Linked DNA regions of Sus scrofa: all the other regions are linked to region 3. The links are chromatin contacts, called in public Hi-C maps. All regions are on one chromosome and are shown on one strand. Each heading gives the region's core, a stretch centred on a gene start, on an enhancer-like site or on the middle of the called end of the contact. The rest is flanking DNA. Distances are from core to core; before and after follow the strand shown. Region 1 overlaps RAD51B (DNA repair protein RAD51 homolog 2). Region 2 overlaps RAD51B (DNA repair protein RAD51 homolog 2). Region 3 has its middle 31 kb from the start of ZFP36L1.

Region 1 (3,593 bases), core at 53-2,552, 580 kb after region 3:
CTTATGCTGGGGACTAATAAGAGATGGGTCTGGAAAAGGCAGTGTGGACTAGTCTGGAAGGTCCTCAGATGCCAAGGTCCGGTGGGGGGAAGGGAAGCAGAGACGCTTCAGAGGCCAGGTATGGCCAGGCTGAGACAAAACTGACGGCCGGCTGTGTACAGGGTGGAACCCAAGCAGGGGGAGCCTGGGACCAGGGCAGACACCATCAAGTCACTTAATCCTGATAATAAGCCAACGAGCGAGCGTTGTCAGAAAGGGAGATGGAGGCAGTGTGTGCCCAAGGTCGTGCAGCTCGGAAGTTTTGGGAGTGGGGTCCAAATTCAGTCAATCGGACTCCAGAATTCATGAGGACAGAGAACTGAGTAGGTGACTCATGCAATGGTCTTTTGAATGGCAGGGGGAAAAAAAACACTTGGGCTGGCCTGCCTGGGGTGGGGTAGGGGAAGTGCAGGCAGAATTATAAGCTTTTTAAAAATAAAATCTGAGAACAAAAAGAGTTTAAGAGGAACTTATATTTATATGATTGAGCCAAAATGATGAAATGAAACAGTTTATTATGACATCATGACAGACAATTTAAAAAGAGCATAAACATGTTTTTCTCACAACAAAGGAAGAAAAGAGCTTTAAAAAAAAAAAAAAAGAGAAAAAGGAGGCCGTTTAATGCTAAGTTCGATCCTGAATAGCAGCTTACACTGAAGAATGTGCAATTTGGGTTTGTTAATGTACCAGAGCCACATTTTAAAAGAAAAGATGGCATAGAATAGGTCCTGGTGGGTACTGGAGTTAAAGCCATAATCACGTACAAAGAGCTACTGGCCAACACAACCAATGACAAACAGGCAAAGACAGCACGCTCAGCAGAAATGCTTTTCTCAGCAGACGAGTCACAGACGAACTGGGCTTTACACTTTAGTTCCATGAGACAATATATACAAAGCAACCAGCACAGTGCCTGAGGCCAAGCAGATGCTAGTTCTTTTCCTTTTCCTGCTCAGCTTCCCATCCTAGCCGACAAAAAAGATAAAGGAACCTTTCTTCCTCTAACAGCTTAAGTTGGAGAAATATAAAGTAGTTCTAGAAGTCTGCAGAAAGGAAAACATCGAGGCAAGTTTCTGTGGGTTTGAGTCGGGAGTTCCGGCATCACCTACGAGGGAGCTGGGATGGGGATGGGAACAGAGCCTGTTTCCTTGAGAAGAAAACGAAGCAGGGATATGAACGAATGCCAGGCCCCGTGCAAACAAGAGGCCGTTTGTACTCCGGACACTTTATCTTTACTCAACCAGTGACTCACCAGAAGGAACAAGTTTCCCTGCTTTAGTTAGAGAATAATCACCTTTTATCACCATATTCCTTCCTAGCACTGGATGAGTAAAGCACTTCTAGGGGAAGATTAGGTAAGTGAAAAGCATTGACTGTACCTGTGCTGGAGGAAGAGGCCACTGGATACGCCCATGAGCCTTCAGTCACCAAAGAAAGGCTTACGGTGCCTACCACCATCTTTTTTCTCTCCGTTCTCCCTGACAGGACAGGCCCCAGAAGTTCCTGTTTATTGTCTGTCCTTCCCTAAAGAGCTTGTGTATGGAAGTGCGGAGGTGAGGCTCTTAAAGGCTTCCAGATCCTGGGGTGAAAGGTGCTGTTTTAAGTCATCCCACTCATTACAGACGGAATAGGCCTGTGCTGTGGCTCTCAAGATACACAGGGGGGTCTGTTCTGAGATGAAGGAAGCTAAAGATCCGAGGCCGTCTTTATTATTGCAGCTATAACACCCCGGGTAATAAGGGTGCCCTATAAACACCGCTGCTGCTGATAAAGAGGGGCTGGGGGCTCCTGGACAATTTCAGTGTCACCCTTGGAGAAAAGATTTCTTGGCTCTACATGCCTATGCGGATGTGCTCATGGTCAGACTTGGGCCTTCTAGCTGGACCAGGTAAAGACTGAACCGTTGTGGACCAGAACAATGTGGCTAAAGAAGCCTTTTCACATCCAACCTAGGTTCTCTCACTTTGTTACTCAGATATTGCATGACGCTTGGGTGGCCACATTTTCTTAAGTAAAAACCTCGTCAGTATGTTTAAGGCCAAAATGGGAGAGGGAGCTTTGAAATGAGATTGTTGAAATATCTGACAGTTATATCAGATAACGCTGGGCAGAGAGGCCATGTGAAGTTCTCGGGACTGGTGATGATACAAAGGGGGCTCCAGAGTCTTAGAACTGCGTCAGTACCACTGGGGTGAGCTGATGGGACGGGTGGGTGGAGGTGAAAAAGAGAGGGAGAAGGGAGAAGGCAGTGAACAAAAGAAGAGAGTGATGAGTTGAAGAAAGAAAACACACCAAAGCCAGGCACCAGAGTCCTAGGACTTAGTGCAAAAAACAAAAACAAAACAAACAAACAAACAAAAGGAGTGGGAGGAGAAAGGACCGTGGAGAAGTACAGCTTCTTGGGGAAAGGGGGAACCCAAATCTGGAATAGGACCACTGCTTCTTCCCTTGGAAAGTCAGTGTCTTTGTCCCTTAGGGCTGCTTTAATGAAGTCCATCAACTAGGTGGCTTGTAACAGAAATGTATTTCTCAGAGTTCTGGAGGCTGGGAAGTCCAAGATCAGGTGCTAGTGTGGTCAGGGTCTGGTGAAGATCCTTTTCTCGTTGCATCCTCACCTGGTGGAAGGGGCAAGAGCTCTCTCTGGAGCCTCCTTGCCACAGGCACTAAACCCATCCATGCGAGCTCCACAGACCCTGATAATCCAGGGAAATGCTGCCATCTGTGATGTGGTCTGACTACGAGGATTGAGCCCAAGCTGAGAGTTCCAGTGATGAGGAAGGGTTCGCATGATCTATCAGCGACGTTTCCTTGTAAAAATTAATAAATCCTATTTTGTAAAAAGATTTAAAAAAAAAATCAAACCCACAATGAACTACCACCTCACAGCACCTGGGATGGCTATAAGATGGACAATAAAAAGTGCTGGTGAAGAGGTGGAGAAACTGAGGCCCTTAAACATGGATGGTAGAATGTAACATGGAAAACACTAGAAAACAATGTGGCAGTTCCTCAAAAAGTCAAAATATAGACTTCACCTAAGACCCAACGTTGCTCCTCCTATGCAGATTCGCAAGAGAAATGAAAGCATATATGCCCTTGCAAAAACTTGTATACAAATGTTCATTAGCACCATCATTTATGACTGCTAAAAAGTAGAACCAATGCAAAGCCACAGAGACAGACAGTAGATCAGTGATTGCTTGGGGCAGGGGAAGGAATAGGCAGTGACTGCCAATGGGTATTGAATTTCTTTGGGGAATGCAAAAGTTCTAAAATTTGATAGCGGCAATAGTTGCACAATCTTAAGACAAAAACATACTTCATTATACAACTTTAAATGGGTAAACCTCATGGTGAGTGAATTATATCTCAACAAAAATGCTAAAAATGTTTTCACAATATCATGCCAATTTGTAAGTTCTCTAAGTAATTTGCTGGTAGATGTCTACAAAGAAAAGCCTTCAGAGGCAGAGGCATGAAACACCTGAGTGAGGTGCTTCAAGTCTTAAATGAAGGGAGCAGCGGGGGAACCTTCGGAAATGGAAGAGGCA
Region 2 (4,199 bases), core at 1,065-3,564, 910 kb after region 3:
AGCAGCTGTAGCTCCAATTTGACCCCTAGCCTGGGAACTTCCATATACTGTGAATGTGGCCCTAAAAAGACAAAGAAGGAAGGAACAGAGGGAGAGAAGGAGAGAGAAAGGGAGGGAGGGAGGAAGGAAAGAAAGGGGATCCTGAAAATGAGAAATGATGACTGTTCAGAGTGCTAATGGAAGAACAAAGGACTGCCTTTCTATACAATCTACATGCCAAGTTTTAGATATGTTCTAAGATCAGATTTAATAAGCTTAAACCCATGAAATAAATGCTTTGTGATTTTTTTAGTGGAAAGGTGAAACAAGCCTTCAATTTAAAACAAAATTATTATTTAAAATTTTATAAGATGTTATATATGAAAATATTCAGTAAAGTATCAAATATCATGAAAATGTAAGGTTTTATCTCATTATTCCATCTTCAAAAAAAAATCCGAAGTTAAAAAGTGCAACTGGGGAGTGTCTGCAGTGGCTCAGCGGGTCCGTTGTCTCTGTGAGGATGCAATTAAATCTCTGGCCTCACTCAGCGGGTTAAGGATCCAGTGTTGTCGCAAGCTGGGGTGGGTGTAGGTTGCAGATGCAGCTTGGATCTGGTGTTGTCACGGCTGTGGTATAGACCTGCAGCTCTGAGTCGATGCCTAGCCGAGAACTTCCACATGCCATAGGCATGGCTATAAAAATAATAAAAATAAAAATTTTTTAAAGTGCAACTGATATTTTACCTGCTTCATTATTTTTATGTGCTGATCAGTACAGCCGTGAGAAAAGTAGACTATCATGTGAATAACACAAGATTTCTGGGTTCACGTGGTTTTTGTATGCTTCCTTTCCTTTACATTAGAATTTGGATATTAACATTCTTTTAAAGCTATAATTTCTAATTCTTTAGCAATTTCAGATCCTTTCAATATATTTTCCCTCTCTTTCTAGCCTCAAAAAAAAATATGCTATATGCAATTTTTATGGGCTGGCTGGGATTATATTTCATTATTTTTTCAGGTTTACTTAGTGGGTTAAAACATTTCAACATTAATAATTTTTAGCTTCAGATAGTTTAGCTTTGAATTCTAGCAGCCAAACCACAAAATTTCAAATTGTGTTCAGTTCCCAGGTTCAGTTCCAACGGTGGTTAGAAAGAGAAAACATGCCAAACCAGAACAGTCTAAGTGATTTGCTTCTTGGAAACTCAGAGTGAATACACCATTTACACATGGAAGACACTAGTAAAATACAATTAGCTTCATATAGTCAGAGCCTGAGTTCCAACAATCCTGCCTGAGAAATGCAAAAGAAAGAAAACAATCAATAGTGAAGATCACTAAAATACAAGGAAGCAAATATTAACAACTGGTTTCAAGAGGAAAGAGAATCACTACCAAGAAAAGAGTCTAATTGTACTAAAGTAAAAGTGAAGCCTAGTCATAAAGAGATTAAGTGGTAGAGATCAATGTGACACTGGACCTAAAATCTTACAAAATCTTGCAAAGTAACTCTTCTCTACATTCAAAATGGGGGCAAGAGGATGGGACATGCCGCCAGGCTAATACTTTGCAGAGAAAATTTAAGGACTGCCTGGTTCAGATCTGAGAAAAGAGCATGTGGAAACTTCTTATCTTTTTAACAACCCCTTTCCCCTAGCATCTACGATTAGGTCTTCTATTTTTTAAAATAACTCTCTGAATCCTAAAACAAACAAATAAATAAAAAGCCAACAATCTCAGAAGGGCCAGGGAGCCCTTTGCCTTGTGAAAGAAACCCTGATCTTAAATTTCTTTATAGCAAACTGCGTGGAAGATTTTACACCTTGGATTCTCTCCACCACTTCTTACTCCATACTGGCAACTGCTGTTTTTGAAGTAAATGGGAAGGGGAGGAAAAAAATAAGGGAGGGGAACAGAGCAGTAAAAAGCAGGAAGACAAGGAAGTGACAAGCATGCAAGCTTCACAGTAAAAAAAATAAAAAATTAAAATGCCAAGGGATATAACCATTTATTTAATAATCATACAACCATATAAAAGACTCTATAAAACATTTATGGAGAAAGATGCTCATTTCTAAATCAGGAAGAGAATGAAGAATTAGGGAAACAGTGATCCAATCAACCACATATGCTAAACTTCTGTATTTGGACAGAGGCCTGGTTATCTTATCTTTCAAAACACTGGACAGGATAAACGAATCACATCAGCAGATTATGTTCAAGGAACAAGCAATCAGAAATCTCTCCCTAGTTTTCCTGCTGTGCATTTGCTACACACGCAACAGACCAGAACCCAGAACCTGACCACAGCTTGAAGGAGATGAGACCCACCTTGGCAGACCTACAGACCCATGAGCAAGAAAAATTGTTTGCTGCTATTGTAAGCAGAGTAAACAGCCAAAATTGACTGATAAAGCATTTACATCTTATACTTCGCTGTTCATGCACTTCTATACAAGCCAAGGTCCTTACAGACATTTCAGTTTACAAGCCCTGACGTATTGGCTCCGGTGATCTCTAGACCACAGCCCACACTGCGAATGAGAAAAAAAACTGAAATATTTAATTGTTCTGAGGAAAAATCAGGAAGCCAAAATAGGACGCTGGCATCCTGCCTCTATCTTTTGGGGATGGTAGGGTAGTCACTTCCAAAACAAAACCACCCCACTTAAGGAGGACACCTGGTCTCCTTAAATCATGAACAAAGCATAGAAATGACTTAGGAAGCATACGCAATGTAGACAAGGGCTATATTTTTTCTGATTATTGAGAGCAAGGATCTGGGTAGAAGCATTATTCTTGACTGCTGTAAAGTTTTGGCAGTGCTTCACAGGTTTACCCCCCCAGAGGTACTCTCCAAGCAAGATCTGCAGGTGCAACATCTCCTGTTCTTGACAAGGATTTGGACCAGTGTTCTAGTCTTGCAATCTCTGGATTACAATATGATAATACCTTTTTTAATAATCTCTTCAAAACAACCTTAACTTTACCTAATCACATCAGTCTCTTTACCATACATTCTCAATATAATGACCCTGACAGCAAAATCTGGTTTTTATTGGGGAGGAGGGGTTGTATTTTTTCCATATAAAGCATAGATCTACATATGACACAGAAACAGATACACAGAATTGCTATGGTATTAAAATCTCATGGTAAGGGGCACAGGGGTTTATTAGGGGAAAAAAAGTCTAAAAAACTCTAGAGGGGTCAACACTGTAAAAAGGATTGAGAAACACTGATCTGATCTATATACTACCTCATATGAGAAGGCAACAATTACATGATCTGATCGCCACGTAACATAAACATTCCAAGTTGAAATTTCAAACCTATCTTTATTATCAATATTCAGTTATAACAGATGTAAAATTATCTGCTTATATGTTCCATAAGTAAGGAGTCTGATGTTCTCTGGGAAAGACACAAAGCCCTATCGCTCACTCCCATTAGTGACTGAGCAGCTGGTTTCTCTTTGATTTCTCCTCTGCTGCTTCTGCCTTTGGCATGAGTAGCACTTCTCTAATTCCACTTTTAATCTTGGTGCTATTACTGAACATACCCAGATTCAGTGCAGTTCACATAAATCAAAATTGATGATAAATAAAATAGGGTGTTTTGAAGTCAGAATCAGGAAAGAGCAGCTGTAAAAGTGACAGCAGAATGTTTCCAGACTTACTCTTACTCCCTCCAATCCTCTCCAGGCCTAGTCCAAGTTTATTCAGTTAGAGCCTTACCTCTTACCTCCACCAGATCTAACTTCTATCTGATACCCAGGACTCTAGGTCTGAACTTCTCACCAGAAATAAAGATCGTGCAATGCAATTAGTTAGACATCCCCATTGATATCTATGTAAGTTCTCTATTGCTATGGAACAAATGACCACAAACCTAGCAGCCTTAAAATAACACCCCTTTATTAGCTCACAGTTCTATAGGTCACCCTGAGCAGCTCTTTCAGCTCCAGTCAAGTTTTCAGATGATGGCAGCCTCGGCCAATATCTTGATTATAAACTCATGAAAGACAGGAACTAAAAATAGCCAGCTAAGCTGCTCCTGACTCACAGAAACCATATGAGATAATGAACATTTATTGATGTTTTTAGGCACTAAATTTTGGAATGATTTGTTCAACAGCGATATACAACCAAAAGTATATACATAGGTAGATAGAGATATATAGAATCAGACTTTAAAACTCTGTACACAACTTTA
Region 3 (4,167 bases), core at 596-3,095:
GCTAGGAAGAGTCCTGACAGGTCTTTTGCTGACTGTAAGTCTTCATTTCTCTTGGGTAAATACCCAGAAGTAGACCTGCTAGGTCATGGAGGAGGTGTATATTTGATTTTATAAGAAACCGCTAGACCTTTTTCCAGAATGGTCGTAGCATTTTATACATTTACCAGCATATAAGAAGGTTCCCATTAACATTTTCAGTAGCATTTGGTTTTGTCGGCCTTTTCCGTTTCCGCCTTTCTGGTGGGTGTATGAGGTGTTATTTCTGTACTTCCTAATGATGACTAATGGTGATTAATAATGGTGATTATCTTCTTTTCTCGCGGCTTGGCCATTCATAGCTCTTCTTTTGAGAAACGGTGTGTTCACATCTTCTGCCTCTTTTCCAATGTCTTTCTTTTTCTGACTGCGCCCCCAGTGTGTGGATGTGCCGGAGCCAGGGGTTGAACCGGAGCCACGGCAGTGATGACGCCGGATCCTTAACCACCAGGCCACCAGGGAACTCCTTAAATGCTCTTTTACTGAGTTATAGGAGTTCTTTCTATAGTCTGGATACTGGCTCCCTTGTCAGATATGTTATTTTATTTATTTATTAAATGATTATTTTTTCCATTTTAGTTGGTTTACAGTATTCTGTCAATTTTCTATTGTACAGCAAGGTGATCCAGGCAGACATACACATATACATTCTTTTTTCTCACATCATCATGCTCCATCATAAGTGACTAGATACAGTTCCCAGGGAGATATGTGCTGCAAATACTTTCTGCGAGTGGATTTTTACAGGAAACCTCGGTATTGGGTTTGGGCCCGGGTGGGGTGTTTGTGGGTGCAGGGCTGGAAGTTATAGGACCGCTGACTTGGGGTTGCATGCTGTAGGGGGCCATAGCCCCCTCCCTCACAGGGCTGGTGCTAAGCACAAGTGAGATAACATGGGGGAAAGTCCTTTGTAAAATACAAGATGAGCAAAGATTTAACATTGACCCTTTGACTGTGTGAGGAGAAAGGGCCTCTTCTCTGTCTTCTCCCCAATAGCGAGTCTCTCAGGAGCAGGAGACAGGAGAGGAAAAAACCACCCCTTGGCTGGAAACAGTTTCTCTTAAGATCTGAGTGATTACAGTGCCGAAAAACCAGTACAAGCTTGGCATCACACCCAGGCTCAAATCTGGGTTCTGCCAGTTACTGTTTGAATGCTTTTGTGCAAACCCTCATTTCATGAAAACTGGAAATAATAAATACCTATCTCCCCGGGATCACTGTGTCATTATTATTTTTATTATTTGCCAAAGATCATACTAAGAGAGCCGCACATGTTGTGCAATCCAATGACCCTTGATGTAAGTCGTATCACTTTTAATTTATTTTTTATTTTTTATTTTTATTTTTTGCTTTTTAGGGCCACACCCGCGGCATATGGAGGTTCCCAGGCCAGGGGGTTGAAACAGAGCTGTAGCTGCCGGCCTACACCACAGCTCACAGCAATGCCCTGGTGGCTGTGGTGTAGGCCAGCAGCTGCAGCTCCAGTTCAACCCCTAGCCTGCGACCTACACCACAGCATCTGCGACCTACACCACAGCTCACGACAACGTCGGATCCTTAACCCACTGAGTGAGGCCAGGGATCAAACCCGCAACCTCATGGTTCCTATTTGGATTCGTTTCCACTGAGCCACGACAGGAACGCCTCTTTTTAAGAATTAAAAAAATTAATTATTTAATTTGGGGGGGAGGAATTGTAGGTTGATTACAAGATGCTCCTGGAGCCTGTAGGAGGCTGTGTAGAGGTTGTGCCCCTAGGAGTCTTATCTGGGGAGCGTGGCTCTCTGCGCCTGCACCACAGGAAGCCACCAGGGGGCACTCGCCTCCTCTTCGGACCTGTGCTGAGGCGGGGCAGTTCTCTGCCTCCCACTTTAGCTCTGTTCCACACGGACCTCTGTGACAATTTCCAGGATGGAGAATAGTTTCCAGAAGGTCCCCGTTGGGAGACAGGAGGCTAACAAGCCCGAGCGATCCTGCACAGAAAGGCCAGGAAGGGCAATGCTGGTCGCTGTCCCCTTAAAGATTTCCTTGGGGCAGGGTGCTCACTCAGTGCTGAGTGCACAGGAGAGAGAGCCAAGCTGTCCAGCAGTTTTCTGTGTATCCTGCCCCCACTGTCCACAGCCCGTTACCTCCCTGGGCCTCAAGTGTCACACCCCCTGCTCCTTGGGTAGGCTAACAACGCATGACCGTGCTTGACCAGGCCTGCCTCTGGGTCTGCCTGCTTCCTCTGTGCCCAGGTTGAGCAGTATCTGCACTTCAGAGACACTCAGGCCCTGGCCTGCCAGTCCCCCTAGAGAGCTGGCTGAATGTGGGGGTGGGGTTTCCTGTGTGTGCCCTTTCTTTTTCTTTTATTTTTTTGTCTTTTTAGGGCCGCACCTGCGACATATGGAGGTTCCCAGGCTAGGAGTCCAATCGGAGCTGAAGCCACCAGCCCACACCACAGCCACAGCAATGCCAGATCTGAGCCGCATCTGTGATCTACACCACAGCTCATGGCAACACCGGATCCTTAACCCACTGAGCAAGGCCAGGGATCAAACCCGCAACCTCATGGTTCCTAGTCGGATTCATTTCCGCTGTGCCATGACAGGAACTTCTATTTTTCTAAACTTATTTAAAAAAATTATTATTATCATTTTGGCCACACCCAAGGCATGTGGAAGTTTCTGGGCCAGGGATGGAACCCAAGCCCTAGCAGCAACCTGAGCTGCTGCAGTGACAACACTGGATCCTTAACCCACTATGTCACAAGTGCGAGCCCACTGATTCACAGAATTGCCCTTGACTTGGTCCAGCTACTTTCCCTGGGGGCCTTAGGGAAGGTGGTGAGGGGTGGGCTCACAACCCCCTAAACCCCCCTCCCACTCTAACTACTAAGATACACAGCCCCCCACCCCATTAGAGCAACACCCTCATCCTCACCCCCTTTCTGCTGCATCCTCTCCACTCCTGGGTCCATCCCGCCTGCCACACCCCTCAGTGCAGAGCCCAAGTGGGCCTTACCCCAGAAGGAGGGGCTCTGGCCCTCCCTAGCCACGGCAGTGACCCCACGGTGAGTCGCTTCCACACTAGCTGCACCCACCCCCTTAGGCAAACAGGCCCAGGCCCTGACCCCAGGCCCGGCGGCCAGGGGGCAGGGCTGCTGTCCTTGCCAGACCCACCTGCCTGCACAAGGTGACAGCGAAGTCCTCTCGGCCGCCACGCCCACCTCCACCTCAGGCAGAGCCAATGGGTCTCCCGTTTCTCTTTTCCTCCCAGCTGGGCTGGGCAGGTCGATATCTGGCCTGGGGTCCTCTTAGGCAATCGACGTGGTCATGGAATGTCCCTGTGCCTGGCAGGCTGGGGCCCCTTGTTCTGGAAACTGGCTGTCTTGGGAGCGCGATTGGAGAGGTATCCTTCAGGGTCGGCCAGCACGGGGATGGGCCACCCGGCTTCTCAGAAGCCACATTCCTTCCTGTCTTCCAGAGGCCATTCAACAGAGCAGCAGTTGCTTCTCCTGCCGGCTGAGCCCTTTAACCGGCCTGCCATCCAGCTCGGCTGTTCTCCTGGCTCCCTCGTCCACTTGCTCAGCTGCTTGGTGGCCGTGGCAGTGGATGCACGTCTCCCCTCACTCATCCCCGCCTCTGTCTACTTGTCCCCTCCCTGATCCGCTCAGTCCCTGAACAGCTCAGGTGCCCATTCTGGTGCTGGGCACAGCCAGTGCGGAAGCTCTAAGTGGTCAAGGGCCAAGCCTTTGGGGTCAGAGGGACCGGCTGCGAATCCTGACTGCGCTATTACCTGGCCCTGTGACGCCAGGCACGTGTCTCAGATCGCTGAGCCTCAGTCTCCTCATCTGTAAAATGGGGACCCTGTGGACCCTCTCCTCCCGGGGTGGGTGTAAAGATTGGCTTCAGGGTTATGTAAGGGGCTTTAACCAGAGCCCAGGGAATGGAGTTCCCTGGGCCTCTCTGTGGCCATGTCCTGGCTGTGGGGCTCCTTTTGTCCTGTCCCCCACAGCCTCCCCGTCTGCCTCAGGCTACACCCGGGACAGGCAGAGGCTCATCCCGGCTTCTTGGCCAGGCTGTGTTCCCCAGGCAGGTGTCCCCACACCCAGCCCTGAAATGGAGGCTGATAATCACCACCTTCCCACGCA

The links. Hi-C and Micro-C count contacts between places; a contact is called where the count stands out from the background.
Region 1: a contact with region 3 is called in a Hi-C map of omental adipose tissue, with 4 times the contacts expected there. The contact joins two enhancer-like sites. A contact is called at or near these places in 2 of 5 promoter capture datasets (fetal liver and liver), 31 of 47 Hi-C or Micro-C datasets (adipocytes, adipose tissue, alveolar macrophages and 16 more) and 2 of 2 datasets of contacts at active chromatin or transcription factors (alveolar macrophages and skeletal muscle).
Region 2: a Hi-C map of omental adipose tissue shows a contact between it and region 3, with 2.7 times the contacts expected there. The contact joins two enhancer-like sites. A contact is called at or near these places in 2 of 5 promoter capture datasets (fetal skeletal muscle and liver), 23 of 47 Hi-C or Micro-C datasets (alveolar macrophages, blood, embryonic fibroblasts and 14 more) and 2 of 2 datasets of contacts at active chromatin or transcription factors (alveolar macrophages and skeletal muscle).

What each region holds. Positions count from the first base shown.
Region 1 is chr7:91,949,475-91,953,067 of Sscrofa11.1, reverse strand. All of the region lies in intron 8 of RAD51B (DNA repair protein RAD51 homolog 2), which reads right to left. Among named protein-coding and RNA genes, the nearest start is that of RAD51B, 360 kb to the right of the region's middle. Within about 2 kb of position 1,302, at least 25 of the 83 cell types and tissues checked have an H3K27ac peak or open chromatin away from gene starts, as enhancers often do. A contact at or near this core is called in liver and omental adipose tissue, where this site is marked.
Region 2 is chr7:91,613,071-91,617,269 of Sscrofa11.1, reverse strand. The region is part of intron 5 of RAD51B (DNA repair protein RAD51 homolog 2); the gene reads right to left. Among named protein-coding and RNA genes, the nearest start is that of RAD51B, 23 kb to the right of the region's middle. Within about 2 kb of position 2,314, at least 8 of the 83 cell types and tissues checked have an H3K27ac peak or open chromatin away from gene starts, as enhancers often do. A contact at or near this core is called in omental adipose tissue, where this site is marked.
Region 3 is chr7:92,524,614-92,528,780 of Sscrofa11.1, reverse strand. No RefSeq gene overlaps it. Among named protein-coding and RNA genes, the nearest start is that of ZFP36L1, 31 kb to the right of the region's middle. Within about 2 kb of position 1,845, at least 15 of the 83 cell types and tissues checked have an H3K27ac peak or open chromatin away from gene starts, as enhancers often do. A contact at or near this core is called in liver and omental adipose tissue, where this site is marked.